Regions from separate parts of the Zea mays genome. Here region 2 is linked to region 1. Evidence: chromatin contacts called from public Hi-C data. All regions are on one chromosome and are shown on one strand. The core of a region is the stretch at or near the end of the contact, and the rest is flanking DNA. Distances in the headings are between cores, read along the strand shown. Region 1 has its middle 41 kb from the start of LOC111590099. Region 2 overlaps LOC541971 (DNA methyl transferase 106).

Region 1 (7,301 bases), core at 3,324-5,823:
TAGATGCTATTTGGAAAAATCATTTAAAATGTAATCTATGTAACACTTTGTACATTTGAATGTAATATACAAATCTCCTTTCATTATTGAATTCTTTACGATGCATGAAACATTAAATACATACCATTTTTGAGCCTTTGGCGAAAAAACACCTTCCCTTCTTTTCATGCTTCGTGAAGAAGGCATTCTCCGTTAAAATTATTCTGATGAATCACATCCATGCTTCGTCAAAACATTCTTCGAAGCTAAACTCCGAAGCTACACAACTTCGATATTGATCTGATAAAGCTCGCCCATGTTTCGTAAAAATATTCTCCGAAGCTGTATTCCGAAGCTGTACAATTTCGATGTCACTTTCTCAAAGCATCCTTTCGAAGGTTGAGAGTATCTCCTTCTCTTGCCAAATGCAACATGATGTATGATGCTTATGCTATGCAAAATGATGTGATGATGTTATGTTATGCATGTGACATTTGTTCCGGAGATACACATAAAATATATTCGTAAGCTCTGCATTCCCTTGGGAACGTCTTTGGAGCTTCTTCGTCTTTTACTTAGACGGTATCAGCGTTGACTTTTCGCTGTAAGCCTCCCTTAGGAGCTTCTTCGCCTTTTACTTAGGCGGTATCAGCGTTGACTTTTCGCTGTAGGCTCTGCATTCCTTTAGGAACGACTTCTGAGCAGAAAACTTACACTGCGCTCCCTTTGGAACGGCTTTTTGTGACTTCATAAACTTACTCTGCGTTCCTTAGAACGACTTTCTGTTACTCCGAAGGATTTTTAATCCGAAGGTCCTCCTTGGTAACGGAAAAAGTTTTAGGCTTCAGCAACTTAGGCCTGTGGAGCAAATAGATTTTCCTCGTGGGAAACAACGAAATTATTACATGAAAACTATCAATGTTTTTTGCTTCACAGAAAATAAAACTGAATAGAAAAGACTGCTATCAAAGGTAGGATATGTCAATAAATGTGCTTCGACTCTGGCACAGTGCTGTTGACTGTGCGAGCTTCGGACTGTTCTCTGAAGTCCCTCTGATGTGGAGCGTATTGACTCCCTTCTGGCTGTTGACCTTGCTGCAATGGAGGTGGAGGCGGAAGCTGCTGCCAGGAAGCTTGAGGTTGACTTGCCGAAGCTACAGAAGCCGCAGGGTGGTTGTCTATGTATTGTGGGACATAAGGCGGATGAAACGAAGCAGTATGCATAACCTGCTTCGACTGAGCTTGTTGAGGTGCAGCTTCGGCTAGTTCCTTTTGCTTCTGGATTGTAACATGGCACGTCCTAGTGGTGTGGCCCTTGCCCTCTCCACAGAATAGGCAAAACAGTCTCCTTGGCTGATCTCCGAATCTTCCGCCGAAGCCCCTGGCGCCTCTGCCTCTTGGAGCTGGTGGCCGAACACTACAGGAAACTAGTTAAAGAACGTGGGTGAAAAACCGTCGAACTTAATGTAATAGGCCGTCGAACTTACCATAAGAACGTGGGTTTACCGACGAATATAGCCAACGTCGATTTTTGGACGAACTTAGAGAAGTAAGTTCGACGGCCCCGACGAACTTAACATTAAGAACGTGGGTACCGTCGAACTTACATTAAGAACGTGGGTACCGTCGAACTTAACATTAAGAACGTGGGTTTTTAAGTTCGACGGGGGCCGTCGAATTTGTTCCCATAAGTTCGACGGCACCCACGTTCTTACATTTAAGTTCGACGGGGCCACGTGGCCGTCGAACTTATGGGTCCTGCGTGGGTCGACGAGGGCTGCACATAAAGTTCGACGGTACCCACGTTCTTAACGTTAAGAACGTGGGTACCCACGTTCTTAGCCCTTTTCCAGAAAAAAATAAAAAAATACAGAAATGAAAAATTAGACGTACATAATATCACATGCAACACGGAATATCACATACAATACAGATTTCAAACACATGGATATATGTACATATCACAAATTCCAGGCTAAGCACGTTCACATGGCAGGCAGGGACAGATATATTCACAAGGTAATACAAGACTACAAGTCCATAACATTAATTAACACGGTTACAAGAATAAGAATACAACCTATTGACCACAAATATGCTTATTAACTAACAAGGGTAGAAAAAATAACTATAATTTTGCAATTGGTATTAGTATTATACAACATGCAAATGGAAGTACATATGTGCTTATAACAAGCAGTGCCAATTGGGTTGTGTCAATTGGTCGCCGCCCAGTAATAAGCTCAAGAAGCATGACTCCGAAAGAAAATACATCGGATTTTTCTGTGAGCTTGCCAGATGCTGCATACTCAGGTGCCAAATACCTAGAGCCAAGAAGATGTGTATTAGCAAGCCATAATTATTACTAGCATTAGCATAACAAGTTGAATGTTGGAATAACTCTCCTGATAGCTGAGAATATGATGCAAATGACAAGGTTACAAAAATCTATAGGGTATGTATCATTAAGGAAACTAACCAGATTCCGATCTAGTCTAAATGGCATCAGTATTAGGTAATGGCATCCACATGCTTAAAATTTTCAGCCAAATAGGTATGCAGCATGTCTGCCTATAATGTCTAACCTTGAACTTGAATTATAAGGTAGCATTCATACATACCCAAAAGTACCCATTACTCTTGTTGAAACATGGGTGTTATTATCAGTAGTGAACTTTGCAAGTCCAAAGTCAGCAACCTGTAGAGAGACAATTGTTAGATAAAATAAAGTTCAAAAAATTAAACGGTGATCTATACATTTAAGCAAGAAAGTTGTATAATTTCTCATCTGATGTGATTATAGACAAAATTCAACTAATGTGATCAAATTTCAAGCAAGCAAAACTTTACGGCCACCAAAATAGATTAGATAGCAGAGATCACTTTATAACAACATCAAACCAGATATAATTAGTGGACTGCCAAAATGTCCTAACATAATATAACGTTTATATAAGTATTGTATGAAAAATACATTTTCAGTTAACAGAAACAGTCAGCTATTAACTCTAGAACAGAAAAGAAAAACTCAGAGCATACCTTAGCTTCAAATTTACAATGTTTTGAGAGAACGTTTTGTAAGCCTGATACATCGAGAACCGAGATCATGGGCATTGAACAGGCCCATATCTTTTCGGCCCAAAGACTAGAGAAACTTGGGACCCAAATAGGAAAATTGGCTTGGATGATTCAAAGAGTCAAAGCACTCTGTTCGTTTTTTTTTGTTTTGTTTTTTGTCTTTCAACCTTTTGTTGTAATGTGATTCAAATAAGAAAAGCACTTGGCATGACTAAGAAATAGAGTTCAACAACTGAACAGTACATTGTATTATAAATAGCGTAAAACAACCCTTACAACATGCCGTATTTTATTGATCAAACATTCAACTCAACACTGACGAGTGGTCTTCCACCGATCAACGGACTAATGCTGCTTTGTCACATCTTCAGGCAATCTGGAAAAGTCGCAGCAAGCAGTTGGTACCGATTGGCAAATAAAAGAAAAACCTACCGTACTTTTACTATCTGTTCTGTAGTATCTAACCTTAAGATGGTTCTTGGCAAGATCAAGCAAGAACAGAGGATCGTTCTTGGTCTGCGCATACGCTTCAATCTTGTTCATCTCCTCGATGAATTCCTGGAGGTTGGGCCTGCCTTCGGCGATGTCGTAGTTCCTAAGATGGGAATAGTATATCTGAACCCTTTCCAGAATCGTAATGTACGCTACATCCGCCTGAAAAGGGGGTCGAGCATTGTTATTAGAAAGAGTAAAAAAATTCTTGGACGATCAAACCACGTTTCAGGCCGGGAATGCAGCGAGATACCAAGCTGAATTGGCCTAGGAAGAAGGGCCCGTCGTCGAACTTGGATAGGTCAGCTTCGAGTTTATCCAGAGCCGCAACTGGCGAAGAAGAAACGTCGAGTTCGAGCTATGTCAGCAACTGATGATGGAAGGTTCCCTGTAAAACTCTACCATTCCAAGGAGAACCTTAGAAAGTACAAATACCAATTTTATATGTCCTTACAGAGCAGTGAGGCAAAAACAACTGAAGATGCACATAATTTCATCATATAAAATTATAAACCTCTTCTAACCGCCAAAGTCCAAGGCACCGCTGCAAGGATGCTATCAAGCTGATTTATTAGTCTGGCCCCTGCTGAACTTGCTGCCAATTTCTTACTCGTCAGAAGTCAAGCAAATTTGTTACTGCTATCAAGCTGATTCATGGTTCTGGATTTTCTTTCTTTCGCTAATTATTACTGGTCAGAAGTCAAGCAAATTTGTGTGCATCTTCATGGTCTTCTCATGATTCATAAGGAATGCACAAGTTCCTTGGCTGCTACAAATGAAAATAAATACTCCTCTACTAGTAAAAGCATGTGTATATACCAAAAATACTGATCCATTTAGAAAACAGTGTCCATGTTATCGTCGTCTCTTCCCTATTGACGATCAGAAAAGGAAAAAACAAATCATCAATTAAGAAAACAGAAGCTAGCCATCAATTAAGAAAACAGAAGCTAGCCACTGTCAGGGACGAGCACACCATGCACGCCGCCGAGCGCAAGACCGGGATGGTGGCTGGCCGGGCGAGCAGTGCCACGGGGAGCTCAAATCTGTCATGTACACCACTGGCGAATTGTCAACCAAAAACCAGAAATCCCCAAAATCACAAAAATTGATTAAGATTAATGTATCACACCAACCAGACATGACTCACATGAGATCAGACCTTGCCCTTTAGACAGAAACTGCTCGCAGCGCGTGTAGCGCAAGCTCTGCTTTAGCTTCGCCGCCGAGCGTTTCCCTTGAAAGGAACACCAAAAAGAACATAACTCATATTAGATTGGCACGCTGCACAATTAATATATTACTCCAGATTGTTTCGGCAGGTTCTAGACAGCTCTGCACAATTAATATATTACTCCAGATTGTCTAGACAGGTTCTAGGCACAATTAATATAACTCATATTAGATTGGCACGCTGCACAATTAATATATTACCTTTTTTTCCTTGAAAAATTCTATCATGTTGCCAGTTCCATGATTTCATAACAAAACTGTTAAAGAAAACCAGCTCTGTTGATTACAGTGTACACTAACATGAATATCCAAAACACTTACTCGTGGACCAAAGATTGACAAGGCACTGGACTTCCATATAAAACAATGGCAATGGTAATATCTACTCAGAACCATGAGCACACATTTGTTCAAGAATAATAGTCATGGTACTTATAGAAAGTCGTTGTTGATTTAGACCACCATTTACTTCTATCATGAGATAGGCATTTGAGGGTGGCAACTATGCATATGACCAAAGTGTCATTTAACCTATGAGTATTGGCATAAACCCATGCCTTGGCTATTTATGTTCGGCCAGTTATTGAGAAATGAAATTGTACACAGGTTTCAAAATGGTACCTGATCTGGTCAGTCTACTGTTGACACAAGGTAGCGATGGGTCCCCAGAATCTTGGTAATGTGATGTCATTAGTTGCATATGACCAAACGATAATTTGTTAATGTTAAGAGCAAAATCATTTGATAAATGATAAAAGATTGGTTTACACAACGGACAAAAGTAGGCAATGCAATAAGGTAATCTACATGTGAACACATTGCGAGGAAAGTCGTAAGGCCTAAATTTTTTATTTAAAAAACTGAATAGCAAAAGTTTACTGATTGATTTCCAGGTGATTGTATCCGAAGCCTGTCTTGTTTGGAACAAAATGAGGCTTATACTACAAGCATCAGGTTCCTCGTTTGATAAAGTATACAACTATGATACAGTTTGCTACTTTGAGTAAATTGATCTCTTGAGCATCAGAGAAGTACTGATTGTTAAATAAGATACTAAGATATATTGAACAAATGCACACCAGAATCCATGGCCCAAACTGGCGAGAAAGAAACACAGGGCGACCTGAAGAACAAGAAGCATTTGTTTTGTGTTGAGCTAAAACGAATGGCAAGAACACCACCCGACGAAACAAGAACACATTTCCCACGCATCCTGTGAATTTGCACAGCGGAAGCAGGAAAAGCATGCTGAAATTCGCCCCGGGATTTTTTTTGGGCAAAGAAGTAGACAAAAAGCACCATGAACTAACCAGTGAGGTAGTGACCATATATAAAAGGAAAAGCATGAAGCAGATCATGAACTCACCAGTCCATCAGTCATCAGATATTAAAGGAAGATAAGGAAAAAACAAACCTCAAGGAGCATAAGTTTGATATTTTAGCCATAGTGAATTGGACTGTGAACAGGACTGGTGATTTGCTCCTGAATTGAGTCTCATCTATTTTGTCGATTAGGGTACAAATAGCATGCAATAGATCAAAGGAATGAAAAAAATCTCACACAACACTAATCTTCTTTTGTCCATTGTGACAACAGGCATGTGCCAAGGTAGTGTCTTCTTTTATCCTCCTAAGTAAAATGGCAAAGGAACCAATTCAATCGAGGGCAATTAATTAAATTGGATGGCAATGAATAAGAAGTATCATGTGAGTAGATTAAAAAGAACCACGCAAGACCAAAAAATCTCATCTGATCTGCTTTGGCCGTGAGGCATGGGCCGCCTCTAGATGTCCACGGATAACAGCTTGCAGTTTCACCAGATCCTTCTGATCTGGCAACTCTTCCCTTGCCTGTAGTCATGTGGATAATCTCTTAATAATTTTACATTGATAACGTATAAATAATAAATAATATTGGATGAGGAACAACTAAGCATAATGCTAAAAGAGCAATAATTATAACTTACAATGCAAGTGTCACTGCCAGGCTGAAGATTAGTAGCTGCAGACTCCAAATGATCTTCCTCCGGGTCTCCACTGCTCCCTTCAACAAGTGAGGTGTTTTCCTCCTCTTCAGCACAGTTGATGAGACGGAAATACTTTCATCTGCCTCCTTCAGCACAGTTGATGAGATTGAGGAGAGGATGTGAGAAGCATGAAACGTAGAGCAACAGAGGATGACCGTGGGGTGGAACTGGAGCCTGGATGAGGCCAGCTCTGTAGGCTCACTCACTCTAGTAGATCTAGGCAATGGAGGAGCCCTAGACACCGATGTGGAGGTAGCAGATCTCTAAAGGCAGACACGGGAGGAGCTCTTATGGCTAGAGGCGGGTGCGTAGGTGGAGGCCAACGCGGATATGGCTCTGGACGCCGAAGGCAGGCGCAGACGCAGACGCGGGGAGGCAGGGCGACAAGATGGAGAGGGGACGGGACATAGTGAGGAGGAAGCACGGGCGACGGATCGAGGGGGATGAAGAGCCGAAGAGGAAGCGAGGGGCAACTGGCAGAGCGGGGATGGG
Region 2 (7,301 bases), core at 1,614-4,113, 250 kb after region 1:
GAGAGCCCAAGCAACATACCAAGACACATAGTGCATATTTCCAAGAGCTCAAACACCCAAGTGCTTAATAGAATCACTCGGTGATTAGCGTAGGTGCTTTGCGAAGTGCTTAGGTTAGTTAGACCGCTTTAGCGCTTGCTCTAGGTGAACCCTAGTTAGTTGAGTGAGTTTTGTAAAACCACACAACCCCTCGGCTCTTGCGTGAGTCGTTGTATTTGTACCGAGTGGGGCGAGAGTCTTGCGAGACCGTGACAACCGCGTTTGTGTCACGGCCGCCACCGTGTACCGGAGGGAACGAGGCCCGCGGCGTTTCGGCCGGAAGCTCGATAGTGGAGACGGCGGGGAGCGTCCGAGAGGAGCCGAAAGCGGAGCACCACTCGCGCGTGGAGAAGGCCCGCGGCTCTCTACGGAGTTACTCGACCGTGGTGCTTGGCCCTCGCGTGGGCTTCCCTTTGCGTAGGGGCACCAACGAGGATTAGTCGGGACCTTGCGTGGTTTCGGATACCTCGGTAAAAATACCGGCGTCTTCCACGAGAGTTTGCTTCTCTACTTAGCTCTTTACATTCCGCATTTATATTAAGCATTTAAGTTTCAATCTTATTGTCATACTTATTTAGTGTAGATTGAAACTTAGCCTTTGCGGTAGAGATAGCAACACTTAGACAAAACCGAGTTTGCACATTCTAGTTTTGATTATTTGCATAGGTTTTGCTCTAGGGATTTAATTGTGGCCTAGTTTAGTAAAAGTTTTAGAAGTCCTAATTCACCCCCCCTCTTAGGCGTCACCCGTTTCCTACACCTCTAACTCAAACTCTCACACTCTTTGCTTGAGATTGCATTCTAGTGAGTGGTTGAGAGGTTCTAGTGCATTTGCATCCATTGTGATCTTTTGAGGCACTAGGTGGTACACCGAGCAAGCATCATCGACTTGTTACTCTTGGAGGTTGTCGCCTCCTAGACGGCTCGGGTGTTGAGCTCTCCGTGAAGATTGTGGAGGATTCGTAGTGTTGATTGTGAGGGGTTCGTGCCCAACTCGCTGGAGCGACAAAGGCCACGCTAGTGGAATCGAGGTATTGAGTGAGTTCTTGTCCACTTGGCTCAAATATCAAGTCGTGTCTTGATAGAGGAGCAAATGAGAGCTTGAATTCCACCTCAACATGGATTAGGGGTGATCGGCAAATCACCGATACTACGGGATAAATTTCAGTGTCATTCTCTCACTCTTTATTCATTACTTGCAAGTAGTTAGTGATTTGTGTATTGCCTATCATTTGTAGTATTGATATAAATTGCTCATCATATTTTGTTAGCCTATCAAAGCTAGGAAATTTATATCTCTTGTTGTTTTGATTAAATTTCTCTAGTGTCTTTGTTTTTAGTTAAAATCGTCTATTCACCATGCCCTCTAGCCGGTGTCCTAGGTCCTATAGGGTCGCGCCCAGGGCGGCCATCACAGTGGTGAGGCCAGCTGTCTGCACGGCGGCTAGAGGGTCGGCCGCGCCTAGTGAGGCGGGCATAGAGGGGGCCGCGCTCAGGGGAATGACGACGTGGGCGGTGGCCAGGAAGGGGGTCGCGGGCAGGGAGGCGGCGTCCGCGGGCAGAGCCGTGGCGGCGCTCGCACCCGGACTGGTGGCAGCGTTAGCACCGGTGTGGGGGAGGTGCGCCATGGGAGCAGGGTGGCCGGCGCCGGGGAGAAGCCGGCGGCTGGGTAGGTTGGCGGCTCGGAGGGAGGGAGAGAAAGAGGCAGTCGCCGACTGGGAGGGAGGGAGAGAAAAATGAGTTTGGTTCTGGTACCATATTGAAACCCCTAACCCTAGAATAGGGTGGGGATATGTATTAATAGACTTGGTGTTAGGCCTGGCCCATTACAGAGGGGCGAGAGGGTAAAATACATAGGGAAGATTCCCAAACCCTAATACAATTCTAACACTATCAAACAACATGCTAGCAGACCTTCACAGCTCTCAACACACGAAACAAATTCAGGTTATAATTTGGAAAGCAATCGAAGGTAAACAAACATGAGGCAACCAAGACGGTAACCTAGGATTACCTTCATATCTTGCATGAAATGCGTTTGGGTTGAATGAGATCTATTTGTCCAAAACAAAAAAGGAACAGAAAACTTAATCATAAATTTGTTTTGAGAAATGCCAAGTAGAAATCAACTATAATACCCTAAAGTCATATTTTAGGTAATTTAGGATGTTTACCACAAGATTAAAATACTTATGTTGTGAATCAAGGGATTAAATGAAAAGAGCCTCTAGGGAGTTAAATTATTCCTTTCATGGAAACCTATACATTGAAATACTTTTTGAAGAGGTATACAAAAGTGTGGCCTAATAGGGACTTCATGGTCATTTATAAAAAGGTAATAGACATCTAATTTGCAATGAAGTTAATACTTATTTTATTTAATAAAAGGAACCCTAATTATTAAATTGTGTGTTGCATTTTTATCAAGTTTATACGATTTGGGGCATTTACTTAAAAGAGTTGAATAATGATAGTAAAATAAAATATATATACTTTGCATCATGCTATATCTTTGGTTGTGCATTCAAATATGTGAATCTCAAAACTAGATTTGAACTTAAAAAGAAATTAAGACAAAAGAAAAGAATTTATGCCTGTTCTGGGCCATCTCTCCACCCCACGGCCCATCTCACCCGTGCAACCGGCTACCTCACCCCATCCCATCTTGCGCAGTCCAGCTTCACATCCAGACATTTGTCGGGCCACTTCTCTGCCCCGTTTCTTTTCCCCACAAGAATGATGTGTGGGCCCCACCGGTCAGTCTGACCTCACATAGCGCATACATCGGTACTGAGTGCCTCTCCCACCGTCGGGTGGGCCACGCTCGCCAGAGACTCGCCCGCGCGCATGCTCTGTCTCGGGCACTGGCTGGTGGGACCCCTACTCAGATGTCACCTACCTAGCGATAAGGCAGAAGTCGTAACCAAACAGAGAGACCGTAGCCGCCGGGATTGGTCACTCGCTCGATCCGATTCCACCCGTATCAGACTCTCCCCATACCTTATAAAACTTACGATCCGTGACCCCATATCAGGCTGCGTCGACAACTCGAAGCCACCATCATCACCCGGGCGTGAAGTGCATGCCAAGGGAGATTTTTGTGCCGCCGTCATGGTCCCACAATTCCATGGCTGTCCTATGCACGTGGCGTGGTCGGGGATGAACGCTAGTTCATGTGCAAACCTTCTGCGGTGTCATCGGGTGGATAGGGCTACCATCGCCGACTCAATTGCTCGCTGGAGACAAGGCTCCGCCGCAGATCCGCCCCCACCGTGGGCGGGTATTTTTCACAGCCTAATTCCTCCGTATGGCGCCACTACTAGCTTCGATGTTTTCTACTCCTTGCAGAGCGCTAAACCACGTGGGAGATTGCACAGGGGGTCGCCCATTATGCCTTCACCGGCGAACCATGGCCGTGATGGGTGGGCGGCGCCGCCTTGGGTTGTCTGGGAGTGAAGACGGGGTATGTGTCGTTGGTTCCTAGATAGACGACCATGATTAGGTGTTAGGTCTCGATGGGGTGGGATTGATCGGAGCCCTTGGATCATGATCGCGGGACTCGGAAAAGATCAGGCTTCATAAAATCCGTGTCGTTCATTTAAGATCCGAGCATCCCGAGCACATACCGGTTTACTTGGATGAACGGTCTAATCTGAGCCATTGATCTAAATCTGAGCGGCTCATATTAACCTGTACCCCCTTCGGCGCGGCTGTTTTGTAAAAGAGCCCTAAGAGTTTGTAGATTTCAACCCCCCATCCTTTGTCGTGTTAAATAACTGAGTATAGGCCCCTAGAATTTACAAATTGATCCCTGGATCTAGTAAAATTAGTATAAAGTGATCCTAAATCTTATTTATTGCATATCTTGCTCATTTTAACTCTGATTTGATCTGTTCAAGTTGCGTTAGATTCGTAATAAAATTGTCTATGCAGTAAAACATTATTCATAACACATCATGTACTTTTATATTTAACCTATGTTTATTTTACTACCTCTTCTTATTAAGGTTAATATGTCCATAATTATAATTTAACTAGAATATGATCTCAAATCAAGTTGTAACTTAGAATAAGGTTCAATTAAGTTATTTTTTGGTAATATCTTTACCACATGATTTATAATATATTTTTTATTATTTAATCACCTAAATCTTTGGAAAATCATATCTTTCTAAATGTAGCTCCGATTTTTGTGGTTCTCGAACCCACGATCTCGTAGCAACACGTAGAATATCCTTACGCTGGTTGTTCTCATGTTTGGTGTACTATTATTTTTATGCATTCCTTGTTTATTTGTATGTATTGCTTCGAGTAGCAGCGAGGCCACGAGGAACCCGAAGACCAATTTAGTGAAGTACTTGGGATCACAAGTCAAAGACAAGTTGTACGCTTGATCACTCTTCTTTACCTAATAATGTTCCTGTTAATCACTGTGACATGCTCATGTTAATTTGATGGGACCCAATAGGTTTCACTAGTTTTATTTACGCCACACCTTGCAGACACATGAACTATTAGGTAGACTTGCTATTGCTCTACCTGGTTTTGGGATTAATGTTATACTGAATTATGATCATGTTCCAATTTTGTTGTTAATTTAATTATTGTTTATGATATGATTATTGTGTTAATTGGAACATGGAGAACCACCCGAGAAAACAGTGCTACCACAAGAGTGATATGAGACGCCCTTGGCTGACTAATTAGGAAAGCTAGTGGAGGACTACCTTACTCGAAAGGGGCAAGGACGGTAGAGGAGCTGCCGATATAGGGAAGTTCTCGGGTCGATCATTCTGCGATGGCTTTTTGGACGATGGATTCTTATATCGCCCTTCTCAGAAACCGTAGTGGGTTTTCTGAAGCTATTAGAACTTTGTAAAGGCCTCGTAGTGCTACTTTGCCTCGTCTCCTCAGTAGAGATGTATGGGATTCATGACCGTGGCAATGAATAACACGACTTGTGGGTAAAGATGTGCAACCTCTACAGAGTGGCAAACTGGTATATCAACTGTTCTCACAGTCATGAGTGGCTCGGACCCTCACATCAGTAATTTATGGAACTAAACTTAATTTGTCATATGCATTGCATTACGGGTTTTATTATTAATATTGATCTCTTATTTATTTGGGTTGGTATCTACTTATACCTAATAACTGCTAATAAAATTTTAACTAAATTTAAAAGCAATGCTCAGCTTTAACCATCTTCTTTTATAAGACATATTTCACATGAGCCATACCGTAAGTAAGCTTGTGCACATTATTCACCACAAATTGTTGAGCAATGAACATACGTGAGCTCACTCTTGCTGTACTCACCTCCTCCAGGTAAAAACAAGTACCACAAGATGGAGTATGAAGGATGCCGCATGAGTTTGTGAGAGGTCTAGACTGTCGTCTCCCAGTTAACTATTGTTGTTGTATCGTTGTCTTCATATGATGTAATTATTTAACTATTTTATACAAAACTTTTATTATATAGTAAAGATGTGATATTCATTTTTATACCATAAGTCATCATATGTGTGAGACTTGATCTTAGCACACATTTCATTCGCACCTAGATTTACCTTTAAATCTAGGTGTGACATCAACTGAGATGGTTCGAGTTGCAATGATCCACAGAAATCAACTAAAATTTTGGGTAGAAGCAAACAGGCAGCAATGAAAGATTTTAACCCACAACTTTGAAAGGAGTAACGCAGAATGATTATCAAACATTAGAAGTGACCAACAAACACAAACCAAAATAAAGGATAAGTCAATTGCTTGCAATAATCAAGTCCCAAGACTTGTAAAGTTTACTTGTAGCATCCTACATTTACGGATCAGATGATTCTATATCCTCCTACAGGCTAGTTTTATGAAGACGTGCGATCTTCATTAAAGATGGACTCTTCAACTGAGTCCAACTGCAGTCCTTACCCTTTTGACAACACGGTTATACTCATAGAAGCGGTTCGAATCCATGCCCATTGTCGTATTTACTGTAGTACCACCTTTGCAAGAAGTATAATTCCCACCGATAATCAGATCAAAACCACCAAACTCTTTCACCAAGTCTTCAATCACATGTGTTTTGAGCTTCCAAATTCCTGCATGTTGCCTTAGTACTCCAGTTTGTTCAGTTTTCAACCACCACCTTCTTAGAATTTTTCTATTCACCTCAGATTCCTCAACAGATATCACACATTTCAAAGGGATGCCTAGACGATGAAGTGCTACTTCTGCACCTCCAATGCCACTGTAGATGGATAACACTCTTATTCCATCTTGATACTTACCTTTCAGGACTGATAAAAGATATGACAATGTATCAGTCTGGAATGCATATTTCATGGCAGCAAGTCGATCAGGTTGGTTTAATTCAAACAAATTTGTGTGGTTATAAGGGTAACCTAGTATCTTTTCCACTTGACGAGGCTCCAAAGGGCCTAACCTGTCCCGACCGACCCAAATAAGGTTTGAAACCCTGCACTGGTGTATAATCTGCATTTGTCTTGCTTGTGAAAGCACTCCTCTTGACTCTCTAACCATGCCCCCCAATCTTTCACATGTCTGCTCAATCCCTGCAGCCTCTGTAGTAATAACACTGATATGTTTTCTTGTATCCCATGATGGCCACCACTGTCGAGTGAATGGAAGTGCTTCTTCAATAGTCATTGGAGACTTTGGAACCACGACACTTCTTTTCTCCACTGGAAGGTTGTGAATGTAACCTTCCCTTCGAGTTAGAGCGGAGAAGGACTGACTGTTCACAAACTCAGGCTCCACATTATATAAGAATTGTTTGAGTTGATGCCATGTGTCTTTTGGAACCTCAACCACATTTCCATATAGGAAAAATGGGGGTTTAGCAAGGTCACCTTGTACATTTGCACGGCGACCTGGTGTCATTGCCTCCAGTTCTACCTTAACAGACATATCATTTGTCCCTGCACGCTGCCCCATAGACCATGGATCGCCAAGGTGACTACTGGAGGCCCCTATGTCATCTATAAATATATGCTTAGCCCTTTTAACCCGTGTATTGTTGTTGTCATCGTCATAATAGCTTACATCAGAGTATGAGGGCTGGTATGAAGAATAATCAGTTTCTGCCTCGTCTAGGAAGTCAGATTCAACTTTTATCTGCATAGTAGCATGAGATGCCAACATTAGAACACAGCATTTGTCGGAGAGAATGTTACAAAATTTCAATAGCACTATAAAGAACTGCTTTAAAGAACAATGTTTCATGGACCATGGAAATGAATTATTAC

What was found. A called contact is a pair of places that touch in the nucleus more often than the background predicts.
Region 2: a contact with region 1 is called in a Hi-C map of endosperm, with 4 times the contacts expected there. The contact joins two enhancer-like sites. A contact is called at or near these places in 2 of 25 Hi-C or Micro-C datasets (ear and endosperm).

Annotation. Positions count from the first base shown.
Region 1 is chr8:133,267,333-133,274,633 of Zm-B73-REFERENCE-NAM-5.0, forward strand. It overlaps the pseudogene LOC100383780. Among protein-coding and RNA genes, the nearest start is that of LOC111590099, 41 kb to the left of the region's middle. Within about 2 kb of position 4,574, at least 1 of the 20 cell types and tissues checked has an H3K27ac peak or open chromatin away from gene starts, as enhancers often do. A contact at or near this core is called in endosperm, where this site is marked.
Region 2 is chr8:133,522,533-133,529,833 of Zm-B73-REFERENCE-NAM-5.0, forward strand. LOC541971 (DNA methyl transferase 106) reads right to left here. Exons shown (of 11, transcript NM_001111624.1): 11 at 5,938-7,170. The coding sequence ends at 5,938. Among protein-coding and RNA genes, the nearest start is that of LOC100217208, 19 kb to the left of the region's middle. Within about 2 kb of position 2,864, at least 19 of the 20 cell types and tissues checked have an H3K27ac peak or open chromatin away from gene starts, as enhancers often do. A contact at or near this core is called in endosperm, where this site is marked.